2 separate regions of the Sus scrofa genome follow, and region 2 is linked to region 1. A link is a contact called in public HiChIP or PLAC-seq data. All regions are on one chromosome and are shown on one strand. Each heading gives the region's core, a stretch centred on a gene start, on an enhancer-like site or on the middle of the called end of the contact. The rest is flanking DNA. Distances are from core to core; before and after follow the strand shown.

Region 1 (6,502 bases), core at 1,137-3,636:
AGCTATCTCCCTGCCCACTTCTGTGCATCTGCACCTGGAAGCCATCGAGGGGAGGTCTGGAGATTGCCTGGCCTTCCCGCACGGGCGCGATTCCTTCCAGTATGACCCCTAAGACTCTAAGAGCATCTCTGCCCCACCCCTACCGGCCCTGAGCCTTGCTCTGCCACAAAATGGGCCTGTGGTCCCAACCTTCTGGAGTCTTAACACCAGGCGAGGTTTGGGGCCGCTAGGAGCCCCTGGGAGGGGTTCTAATAGGCCCACAGCTTCTCTACACCCAGGGGACACAGAGGAGGAAGAAATTTTGATCTGATCAGAATATTAACCCACCTCTTTTTCCACCTTGCCGTAGAACCCCTGGATTGCGTTACTTATTCGCCTCTCGAGATCTTCAGCTCCTGGAGGGTAGGATCTGATTTTGATCCAGGTTTGTAACCTTGGTGCCCTTACCGTCTCCAGCGCACAGTAGATGCTCACTCAGTAAATTAATACTGCCTTCCATTTTGGGGGGACTTTATCACTTGACCGTTTTCCCACTTGCGCCTCATTAATAACCCCTACAGGAGGTAGGAAAGGTGGAAGAGAGACTGAGGCTTAGAGACCTGTCTGAGGTTATAAAACTCACTAGTGGAGGAGCTAGATCTAGACTCAAATCTTAGTGCTCTTCTCATTGAATTCCCAGTCTGGTGAATTCTTTAGAATGAGTGCCCCACACATCTTCGCACCCTTCTTAGGACCAGAAAAGAGCCCCTCCCACTGCAGGTACTTTATAAACCTCACCTGTCTAATCCATAGCCTGGTTTGTCCTGGCTGCCGGCAGCATCGTTCAAATTAGGACACTTGGTTTCTTTTATTATTTGCTAGATTTGGATAGTAGCTTGTTTCCTCACTCCCCTTCTTACTCCGTAATTCTCTGCTGGGAGGAGAGAGTCGAGGAAGTGACTGGGAGGTAGGAAATGTCCCATCTGAGAAAAAAGAAAAAAAAATTGTGTGAAGGCAGAGAAGGAAAATAATAGACTGGGTATTTATCAGTGTGTGCAATTACGGCTCATGGATTTCCTTTCCACCCTCCCCGGCAAGACCCCGCCCCAGCTGGTCCTCTTTATTCGCCACTGCTCTTTGAAGGGGAAAAGGGTTGTTATTCTCCTCTGCCATCCGAATGTAAAAGTATTTCCACCATCCTCACAATATTCTCTTCACGGTGGTTTCTTTTCTTTTTTGTCCCTTCTAAAATTGAAGGACAACAGGAATTGAAAAAAATATATAGTTCTGGTAGAAAACTTAGTATAATATACTGCATTTCAAACTATTATTAGCAATTCTGGATCAGAAGACAGACCAATTTTTAAGCTAAGAATCCAATATAATTTGAGTTCAAAAATGTGCCAATGACCAAAAGATTTGTATTGGTGAAGAAAATACATGCTAATGTAACACCACATCATCAATCGAGCAAGTGAAAAGTTGAAAATATCACCTATGCAGATTATATTATATATATATTTTTTTGACTTTTTAGGGCTGCCCCCAAGACATGTGGAAGTTCCCAGGCTAGGGATCCAATTGGAGCTACAGCTGCTGGCCTACACCACAGCCACATCAGATCCTAGCGAGTCTGTGACCTATACCACAGCTCATAGCAACACCAGATCCTTAACCCACTGATCGAGGCCAGGGATCGAACCAGCAACCTCTTGGTTTCTAATCAGATTTGTTTCCACTGAGCCATGACAGGAACTCCTATCCAGATATTTTTAAATACGTTGATTTGAAAATATGGTTATTTAATATAGCTCCAGAATGGCTGTGTTTTACATTTTAGAGCTGTTTGGGGCTATATATCCATAATCTATACAAAGAGAAGTAGGTCTGGAATTTTGTAAAACTGAGTTTTAGGTGATATTATCACTACTAAGAGGCTTTAAATGCATACAGGTTTTTTTTTTTTTTAATATGCTGGAGAGTATTTCTAAAATGTTTTTAATTATATTAAAAGTGTATTCTAGCCTGAGTGAGCATTTGAGTTTAAAAGTTATTTTACTTTCCAAATTCAGGGTACATACAACATTGTGAGCAAATAAATAAGGCCACTGGGAAAGAACCTGAGCATGCATTATTTACCCATCATTCAAATCAGACATTTACTGAACATCTAATTTGTGCCCATGGGAGATGCTAATCTGTGTGCCAACATCTGTTTTTGGTTTTGTTTTGTTTTGTTTTGGCTGCACCCACGGCATATGGACATTCCTAGGCCAGGGGCTGACTCTGAGCCACACCTGCGACCTACTCCAAAGCTGCAGCAACGCTGAATCCTTAACCCACTTCTGGGCCAGGGATCAAACCACACCTCAGCAGCAACCCAGGCCATGGCAGAGACAATGCTGTATCCTTAACCTGCTGTGCTACAGCAGGAACTCCCCAACATCTATTTTTGAATTCCCAAAGACAGGAGTTGCTGAAGCTGTTATTTAGTATTTAAGGAGTTGTTTTGGTTGAAGGTGCGTGCCTTGATAGGTAGATGTGTGCCTTTTAAGTAAGACTGCTCTTTAACGAAGGCTTTTGGAAGGATGGCATTATTATTGTTGTTGGTTGACTTACATAATCTTATAGCTGATTAATGGCAAAGCCACATCTAGACTTCAAGACTTCCAACACCCTCATAGAGATTGTTTAACTAAATCGTGCTCGCCACCCGGATGGAATCTTATTGCGAACTTTTGTCATTACTAATGCTATTACATAAATATCTTCCATTTTAATCTACATTTATATAGAACATTAGCTAAAAAACATCAGGATCCATTTCAAATGTCTAGAAAGGCCTTAGAGCAGGACTGCCATCCCTTCCAGCCTCCACAATATTATGAAAGGGGTCATTAAGAGACTTCTGGATATTCGTGGCTCCACAAAATCATGACAAAAAGTCATGAGGAGCTTTCTAGGTGTTGAGCCAGGATTCTGAGACTGTGCAGGAAGGGACACACTCCTTGTTGTAGGGATAATTTTACAGAGTCAAGGAAAGCATGATGGGCTAACAGTACATTAGAGGAAGATGGCAATTATATGTCACTTTTTACTTAATAGACTTTTATTTTTTTTATTTTACTAAATAGACTTCTTACTTTTCCCTGAGGAGCAGGGAGGGAGTATTTTCTGAAACAGTTTCTGACAGAAAATGACTATGAACTAGTCTCTGGAAAGGCTGGACATCTGAGTCCTTCGAACCCTGCCTCCTCACCTGCCCTCACACTACATGTGTGTGTTATTGATGCCCAGAGTTGGGAAAGGAAGAACAGATGGGCACAAAAGGTCATGCCCTGGGCACAGATCACGGTAGCATTCTTTACTTGCATGGTTTTTTAAAGTCTTTTAAAGTTGCTCATTAATTTTTTTAAAGTTCTGTTGGAGTATGCTTCTTTCTTCCTGTCGGTCTGAGACCTCACCTCTTCTGTGTTTTATAACCAGGGGCCAGGTAAATTGCCACACACAGGACGGAATAGACGTTTGCAGGTACTGGCAAAACAGATTAGATGTCCACCTGTCAGGAAATCTTCTCAGTGAAATCTTCCTGGAAAATAATTACCTTGCTCTGTGGATAATTTCTAGAACGCTCACCTTTTTCTGAGATAGAAATCCTCTAGGTGGTCAGGCACTGTAAACCCTGGTAAATGTTTATGAAAATTCCTGTCGTTTGTAGGACATTATCTAATGCAAAAGTCCATTTTGAGGCAATGTCAGTAGCTCGTCGGAAAAAGTCAGTTATTAAGCAGGCAATCCCATTGGCTTACTAATTTTCTGGAAAGCATATGAAACAATAAACCTTAATATAGTTTATGCATAAATCATTTGTGCTTAATGGATCCGCATTTTCACTCATGTTTTATTCAAACCCTTTGCCTAAGCTGCAGTTAGGTAACTAATTGCACATTGGTCGGAAAGTTGAAAACATAAGAAGCAACTGAGCAAGATGAGGTCATTATTTTCCTCCAGCACCAGATGGGTACCACAGGTGGGTACCATAACACTGGATCTCTTCCATATGATGCAGAAAGAAAATTAGAGATTAATGTTGTTTAAGCTTTAAAATATTTTATTATAAACGTTTTTGTTAAATACTGAGTTACTGTAAAATGAAATACTTGACAACATGCTGTTTTTGTGTAACAGTCAAGTTAAAAATTTTAATTCTAAAATAGAAAATAATATAAAAATTAAACAGCATCGAAGAGAAAAGAAAGCAATTTTTTTTTTCTTCACTATAAGTTGCTGTGAACTGTGATGGTATAATGAAACATTTTGGTAGGGAGCTTATGGAATTATTCTCCATACTTTGATATCTAAGAAGAGATCACTTAATATATTACTCTGCCTTAATGTATTAAATCTTTTTATGTGTCACCTTTATAATTTTCAGTGAAAAGTATCATAGTATATTGGCATTTACGTATGCTAGAGATGAACACTCTTGGCTAGGAAAGAAAAGTCTCAGACACAAAGACTGAGCCTCCCTGGGGGTCTGGGCATGCAAGCAGCATATCTGCAGGGGAAAAATATGTTTTCATTTCAGGGAGTTTCGCTGTGGACCTGAATGATATATGGAGATTGCCGATTCAGTGATCCAAATCAGTGATGAAGGCTGGCAGTAGCAAACCACACGGATTAGTCTTTACACCTCTCATCATACTTGGCAGCAGGCACACTCCCTCTGTCTTAGTTACCTGAAGCTTAGAGAAGCATAGTCTGGAGCTATAACGAAAGGGGCAAAATACTTTTAAAGTCTTTCTATATGGCAGACACTATGCTAGATTGCTTTAACCCTTAGCTTATTTAATCCTTGCCACAGCACTTAGAATAAGATTTTTGTTCTCACTTTACAGGTGATGGAACTAAAACTCAGAAAGATTAAGTAACCTCTGCAAGGTCGCAAAGATAATAGGTGGTGGATCTAGAATTAAAACCTGCCTGCCTGATTTATCCAAGGACGGCCTCTGCTGAGCCAGGTGGGGAAAGGCAGTGATGCACAAGAATGACGTCATCCCCGCTCTCCTCTGTGCAGCGATTTGAGCAATAATCGCAAAGGTTATGTCCTTCCTGTCACACCCACCTCCTAATACATTGACTGAAGATGAGGCACTTATTTTCTTGAACTTAGTAAAAATCAAAAGCGAAAAACCTGTTAAGGAAGACAATGATCTTAATAGATGTATGTTAATACCCATACTAAAGCCACAAAATCTATGAAGTATTCCTGTTTACCATGAAACTCTAAGAACAGTGGTCCTGGTTTTCCCTTTTAAAAAATATTTTTGAGGAGTTCCTGCTGTGGTGCTGCAGGTTAAGGATCCAGGGTTGTCTCTGCAGCAGCTTGGGTCACAGCTGTGGCTTGGATTTGATGCCTTGCCCAGGAATTTCCATATGCTACAGATACTACCAAAAAGTACAACTATATCTTATATATATTATTATCTATTATATATTTTATATATATATATATGTCCTTTTGTCTTTTTGCCTTTTCTAGGGCCGCTCCTGTGGCATATGGAGGTTCCCAGGCTAGGGGTCGAATTGGAGCTGTAGCCGCTGGCCTATGCCACAGCCACAGCAACGTGGGATCTGAGCCACGTCTGCAACCTACACCACAGCTCACAGCAATGCCGGATCCTTAACCCACTGAGCAAGGCCAGGGATCGAACCCGCACCTCATGGTTCCTAGTCAGATTTGTTAACCATTGCACCACGACGAGAACTCCTATTTTTGATAATTTTATTATTAGTTGCCAAATTAATTAATAGCTGATGAAAAGTTACTGTTATGATAATATTATCATATTAAACACAAGTAGAGGGACAAAAAATTTATTTACTTTTCCTATGTCTCTTTCAAACAGGTATACTTCTTACTAGCTAAGCAACACAATGGAAAACACAGCAAAAGCAAATAAAAAGGATATCCAAGATGGGCCACCAAAAGAAGTCAAACTGCCTACCAGTGAAGCACTTCTAGATTATCAGTAAGCTTAGATTATGAAATCCAAAAGTTTCCCTACACGAGGGGCCATCATTGCTAAGACTCACATAAATCCAGTGGAAAATAAAGTGCTCAAAAGCTGTCAAGGAAGCTGGATTGAAGGTGGACTGAAGACGGGGAACTTTGACTATAACATAAGCCAAGTGGTAGCTATGAAATAGCATTCCTGAATGTGGTTTTGGCTTCCTTCCTCCCTCCCTCCGTTGTATTATTAGTCATTCTCTCACACAGACATAGCAGCTTGCTGGAGTACCTCTTCAAACACAGCACGGAATAGTTAGTGTATATTTATGGAAGAGTAAAAGAAGTTTTTTTTTTTTTTAATTTCTAGACATTCCAATTTGCATTATCTCCAAATGCCTACAGATCAAATCCAAGTGATTTAGAGATAATTGTTTTTAATAAGAGCCTTTCTTTTTTTCCTTTCCTTTTTTTTTTTTTTTTTTTTTTTTTTTTTAGGGCCGCACTTGCAGC
Region 2 (6,502 bases), core at 2,600-5,099, 350 kb after region 1:
AAGACCCAGAATAACCAAAAGCCATCCTGAGAAAGAAAAATGGAGCTGAAGGAATCTGGTTGCCTAATTACAGACTAAAAAGACAAAATAATAATAATAATAATAATAATGGCACAGGAGTTCCTGCTGCGGTACAGTGGGTTAAGGACCCAGTGTTGTCTTTGTGGCAGTGCAGGTTCTATTCCTGGCCCAGGAACTTTTATATACTGACGGTGCAGCCAAAAAAAAAAAAAAAAAAATTTGCACAAAGATACCACACAGGCTAGCAGCAGCCCTGGCCTTGTACTTCCTCTTCATAATACTTCACAGTTGTAATTTAACATTTGTATGTGTGGCTAGTTGGTTAGTGTTGTTTCCCCCTCTAGACAGTAAGCTCTATGACACTAGGAAACTCTGTAGTTTTGCTTATTATCAAGTATTTTCCACACCTAGAATGGTGCTTGGCACAGAGTGACTACTCAGTAAATGTTCTTAAAATGCATGAGACATTTCTTTTAATGCTGGAAGAATATTAGGCTTTTTGAAGATAGAGTCTGTGTCTTATTTTCCCTTTTTCTCTCCTCCCCCACACCCCATAATTACCATACTGCTTTGCACATAAATGATATTCAGTAAATTCCTCCTGATTGATTTAAAAATGTTCAAAAAAGCCATATGATGTTCTGTTCATAGAAAAGTGGCTCTGCAAGCATATGATTATACACTGTATGAGTGATGATGAACAGCTGCTATTTATGAAGCAGAAGAGACAAAAAATGTTGAATGAATGAGAAATAGACTTCAACTGAAATGGTGTTTAATTTAGCTTTTGAAACTCATTTCCTGATATGAAGCTTACAAGATACTAGAAGACAATACCAAGGGTGGCAGTGAATTTTCTTCTTTATAAATAGATGATCTTTGAAAGTTTTCCAACACAGATCAACTGAAAGCGTTCCAATATAGACTTATTTGAAGGCTAAGGGATGTTTCTGGCTAGAGTTATTAACTGTTTAATATAAGGTAGATTTTTTAAATTTAATATTTATATTTAACTTTTTTTGGCTGTATCTGCAGTATGCGGAAGTTCCCAGGCCAGGGACTGAACTCAAGCCACAGCAGTGACCTAACCAGATCCATAATCTGCTGCGCCACAAGAGAACTCCAGATTTTTTTTAAAATAAGGTTTTTTGTAGGGGATTATTTTACAGAAAAGTTGCAACATTTCTCTCATTAACATCTTACATTACCATGGTACATTTGTCAAAATTAAGAAATTGAAACACATGACTATTAATTCCAGACTGTATTTGTATTTTCCCAGTTTCCCCAGTTAGGTGCTCTTTCTGTCTCAAGTAATACAGGTTTTTCATGTTCTTCAGTGGTGTTTAAAAGATTGAGTGTTCCAAATATCAAGCTCTGTGAACAGAAATACATAAATCCCGGTCCTTCATCCTGATGCAAAAGTACTTTCTAATCAATCAGACTTGAACATGATCCTTAGCTCTGCCACTGTGAAGAGCTGTGTGTTTGGGGGCAACACGTTTAATTACACTAAGCCATTGCGTCCACATTTGTAAAATGCAGGTTGTAAGACCACTCCAACTGTGATGGTTCCTGAAATTATTCACAGTAAAAGAATTCAATGCTAACAAACTTATAATTTTTAAGATTTTTAATAGGTAACTATACTGAAACTAATAACATAAAAATAGCACTCTAATTAGCATACCATATGGTAAATCAGAAGAGGGCTCAAAGGAGCTTGACTAAAGACAAACTGTAGTGAGGCTCCTCTGAGCCCTGTTCTCAACTAGTCCTTATCCTTCCGCCTGCCTAGTTCAGATGTAGCAACAATTCTGTGAAATCAGTTTAGAAAGAATCCTCCCTCCATTCTTGATATCTGATAACCTTGGCAAGTCAGTTTAGGAAGAACTCCACCCCACCCTCCACCCCAAAAAACCACACACAAAATTTTTTAAGTTAAAAAATTTTAAAAATAATTATAAAAAGACAAACAAATGAAGAATGTCCCTACCCTTCATGTCTCCTCTAGTAAATTTCCATCCACTAAGCCCCCATAGGGGAGGAATGTCTTCCTCTACCCTCCCAGAATTGACAGCAGGGCCTATAGAATAAACTGAAAACAGCCAAATTAACAGGAAAAAGGTATACAAATTGACTCATTTTTAGTATTATATGCACAGGGCCATTGAGGGGGAAAAAATGAATATCCCCCAAAAGCAATAATCTTTGATAGCTGATACCATCTCAACAGGAGAAGGGGTAAGGGGACATATGCTGCTTAGGGGAGAGTAAGTCATTTTTTGGAAAGATGAATGAGCCCTTCGAATAGATGGGAGATGATGGCAGTTCATGACAAAGTTTGTCTGAGGGTGGTGTCAACTTCTGACTTGTAACTTCCTCTTCTGTGATAAGAGCCAACCTTTCCCTGGCTGACCCAACCCCTGGGGAAGGGATTCGTGACAGTTCAGTTCCTTTTGGAGGATCTGTCTTTAGGGAGATGAGTGGGACTCAAAGAAATCTGTTTTTCAAGTACCTTCAGCTCAAAATAATATACCAAAGCAGCATATTGCATGTGGCATGTCCTGCACTCCGTCCCCACCCCTACCCACCACTCCGCTCCATGATTATAAATCTCCACCTAATCCTGCTGTATTCAGAGTTGAGCCCAATTTCTTTCTCCTCCTGTGACGGTCTTGACACTTATTACAACAGTCCTAAATGAAGTTCTTTTCTGTTCTCACAAGTGTCAGAATAATTTTTGTCTTTTTAGGGTCGCACCCGTGGCATATGGAGGTTCCCAGGCTAGGGGTCAAATCAGAGCTGCAGCCGCTGGCCTACACCACAGCCACAACAACACCACATCTGAGCCTCACCTGTGACCTATACCACAGCTCATGGCAACACCGGATCTTTAACCCACTGAGTGAGGCCAGGTATCACACCTGCATCCTCATGGATACTAGTCAGATTCATTTCCTACTGAGCCACAAGGGGAACTCCAGAATAATTTTTAACATTAGCAATAATGAATAAAACCAATTTCCATATATTATCCCTGACTCATCAGACACATTTAAAAGATATCTCTCCAAGTTTTAATAAAACTCTTTAAAAATATTTTCGCGTTTTGGGTAACATGAAGGCCGAAAGGCATTTTCCTTCCATATGTGTCCTTTACCCAAATGTTCAGCAATTTTCTAATTTTATGACTATAAGTGATTTCCACTTTCCAGCTCCCATTGATTCCCAAATACACAGAGTAATTTGGATTAGAAATGCCTTAGCTCATTATCCTTTTTTTTTTTTGGTAGAGCTATATTTCATAAACATCCTTCTCAAGAGACAAGCGGGGTATGTTTGTTTCTGCGCATGAAAATGTCATGCCAAACCACATCTTAGTTTCTCAGTGGTTGACTCTATACCAGTTTCATCTCTCTCTCTCTCACCAACTGAGTGCTTAGTAGTGCCTGGAATGTTAGGATTTCAACAAATAAATGCAATTACTATTATTAAGATATGGACTTTAATTTTTCAGCCTCATTTTTGTCTTCATTGCAAAAAAAAAAACTTATTCTGCCTTGCTTTTTGCTTTACCTTTTCTCATTCTCAACAGAATCCTCTCCCTATCTCCAAAAGAAAGAGTGATTTGCAATCCGCAGTTAATGAAACAGATAATATTCTCTATGTTAAAGCATCATGCAAAAGTAGTTCAAGTACACTAGAATTTAATAGATGGGGCACTCTCAACTGTTTATCCAACAGGCTATGTAATGAGGTTTAAAAGAGGAAAAAACATATAATATCACGCACCTTTCTTTTTTTTTTTTCTTTGTTGTTCAGTTATGTGGCTTAATGACCCATCTAACAAATTCACCAGGATCACCAATTTATTTAGCATCTGTCAAGCGCCCAGATTTTGATGAAATCTAACAGTTTTGTGGCCTGCACCTAAAATTTTATTGTATCGGATTTGCCGTCACTTAAGTCTCACAGTTTCAAACAAAGTTGGAGATGACCATTGATTTTTGGGCCTTGGCATTGTCCAGGGCCTTGATAACCCTTTAACAGTTAAAGGAGTACTTTGAGCTGTAACTCACTGGAGTCTAGGATATTATAGTTTTAGGATATTCTTACTTAAACTCTTCTCAATAGTAGCACCAATTGGACGAGGATAATCATTCATCGTAATAAATATTCACCAGAATAAATATTCATCAAAAAAAATTATGACGCATTCAGGGACTACGATTTGGTACCGCTTTGAAATCCATCTTAGGCTACGGAAACCCGGTGGAAGACTACCTGGTTCAGCAAAGACTTCGAAGAGGCGGGGCTTGGAGGAGGCGGGTCCGGACAACCAAGCGCGAGAATACGCCCCAGCGCATGCGCACCTATGAGCGGGTAACTTCCATTTGTTAGGCAGGGGAGGCAAGTGAGAAACAGTCTACAGTTTTAAATTTCTATTCTCACCCGAAAATGAGATTGTGAACAGGTCCATGAACAATTTGAGAGCGTTAGCCTCTGAGGTTAAGGTTATGGACACTTGCCATATACCCCTAAATCAAGAGGTGACTTCTCATCTCTTCCCCCGTCCCCTAGGATATTGGTGGTCTAGTCCATTCCACAGACTTTCGAGTCCTTGCAGCGGGTCGGGGATCGAAGGATTGGGCCAATTGCGACTGAAACGTCTTTGGAAAGAGGAAGGGGGTGAGGGGGCATCCTTCTGAGTTCCGCCTCTCTTTTTTCGACGCGGTCGTGGGGAAGGGGAACGTACGAAATACTGCCCTTGAAAGCCAACGGATCACACCTCTCCGTGCAAACTGCCGGGAGGGCGGCGGGAAAAGGGCAAGACGGGAGTGGGTAAAGGGAAGGATCCAGGAAGCCGCGCGGGAGGGCGCGCGCGCGCGCGCCCCTTTTTCAGCAGTGTGGCGGGGTCGCACGCACGCCCGCCTCGGCGGCTGGGCGCGGTTTGCGACAGTGGGGGGAGCGGTGGAGGTGGCGGCGGCAGTGGCAACTTTGCGGCAAGCTCCGGCCGGGCTTGCTTGACGGCGGTGTGGCGGAGGCCCCGCCCTAGGCGGCAGGAACCTGGAGGGAGGCGGAGGAATATGTCCGAGAGGGAAGTGTCGACAGCGCCGGCGGGAACAGACATGCCTGCGGCCAAGAAGCAGAAGCTGAGCAGCGACGAGAACAGCAACCCGGACCTCTCTGGAGACGAGAATGTGAGTGCAGTTCTGAGCAGTTCAGATGGGACTCCGGAGTGAAAGTTTTAAATTCTTTTTAAACTGTAGGCGTGGGGGCGGGCTGGTGGCTGTGGGGGGAGGGAGAGGTGTCACACTCTACTCAGGAAAACGCGGGCGTGGAGGAGAAAATCGAACTTGTTTCTAAGGGGGTTTTGAGCTGAGGCCGAGAGTGAACGGAAACTTGGCGAAGGAGAGTGGTTTAAGAGAGCGAGATGGCAGAGGGTCAGAGGGGTCTGGGTCCTTTTGAGAGGATGGGGAGTGTTCGGGCCTTTGGGAGATTTTGTCCGAGTGCAGAGCTGAGACTCTAGTAGTTTAAAAGGCAAGTTAGAGGCTTTTCTAAGAAAGTTGGAAGGAGGGGCTAGCGTGTTATGGACTTTTAAAATGGAATTTAGGGACCGTGTCACTCTTAGAGCCTTCTGACTGTCCAGGATGGGAGGAGTAGATCTTAGACCTAAGACGTTTAGACGACTCTTTTAAAGGGGCATTTGTGTCTGCTCTTATCTTGTCCATGGATAAGGGGTGCGCCTGACAGTCGGATTCTTCTCAGGAGGAGAATTGAGAGGGTCGTCTACTGACTTGGAGGAGGAAACGATCCTTGAGGAAGGAATGAGAAGGGAGTTACTCTCTTTTAAGTTTTCACTAAGATAAAGGGGACGACCCCTGGAAGATTTTAGGCCAACTGCGGTTAGATCCTTTTAAGTAGGGGCTCATGGCCTCGCATGTGCAAGGTATTTTGGAATTAGATTTTTTTTTTTAAACTCTAAAGTGGATCTTGGTAATACTCTAGTCCGTCCCAACAGTTGACCCCATTGTATTTAGGTGAGACTCCGGTAACAACCGAATCGACGTTAATTTTCAGCTTCAGGTTTTAAGTGTATATCCATTAAGGTCAGCAAAATGTCTTGACTTAAAGACGGTACTCTAAAATGTGAACCTTCCGGGGAAAAACATCTGATCATCTTTTTAAAAATCTTCAAAATATTGTAGAAGGGTGGATTAAGTTCTTCGTTTTCTCAGTTTGGCCAGTTTTTAAGGATAAATGTTATTTCTTATACACCCAGTTCCTAAATTCTACATCATTACCTCATCGACTGAAGCATATATATGGTACGGTGTCACGACCAAAATTTTCACTGAACAGATGGGAAAGAATCCTTTTTGCAAATAGAAGAAAGATATTTGGGGATTTGGACTTGAAGTTTCTGGAAGGCTTAGGTGCTGAATGTTACTTTAAATCTGTTTTTGTTTCCTGTTTG

What was found. HiChIP or PLAC-seq counts read pairs in DNA pulled down with a chosen protein or histone mark.
Region 2: a contact with region 1 is called in an H3K27ac HiChIP or PLAC-seq map of skeletal muscle, with 7 times the contacts expected there. The contact joins the promoter of EED here to the promoter of CCDC83 in region 1. A contact is called at or near these places in 3 of 47 Hi-C or Micro-C datasets (embryonic fibroblasts, epiblast stem cells and liver) and 2 of 2 datasets of contacts at active chromatin or transcription factors (alveolar macrophages and skeletal muscle).

The regions. Positions count from the first base shown.
Region 1 is chr9:19,769,697-19,776,198 of Sscrofa11.1, forward strand. CCDC83 (coiled-coil domain-containing protein 83) reads left to right here and starts at 2,387. Exons shown (of 11, transcript XM_021062606.1): 1 at 2,387-5,000; 2 at 5,889-6,011. The coding sequence starts at 5,917.
Region 2 is chr9:20,119,228-20,125,729 of Sscrofa11.1, forward strand. It overlaps EED (polycomb protein EED), which reads left to right and starts at 3,850. Exons shown (of 12, transcript XM_013979229.2): 1 at 3,850-5,225. The coding sequence starts at 5,112.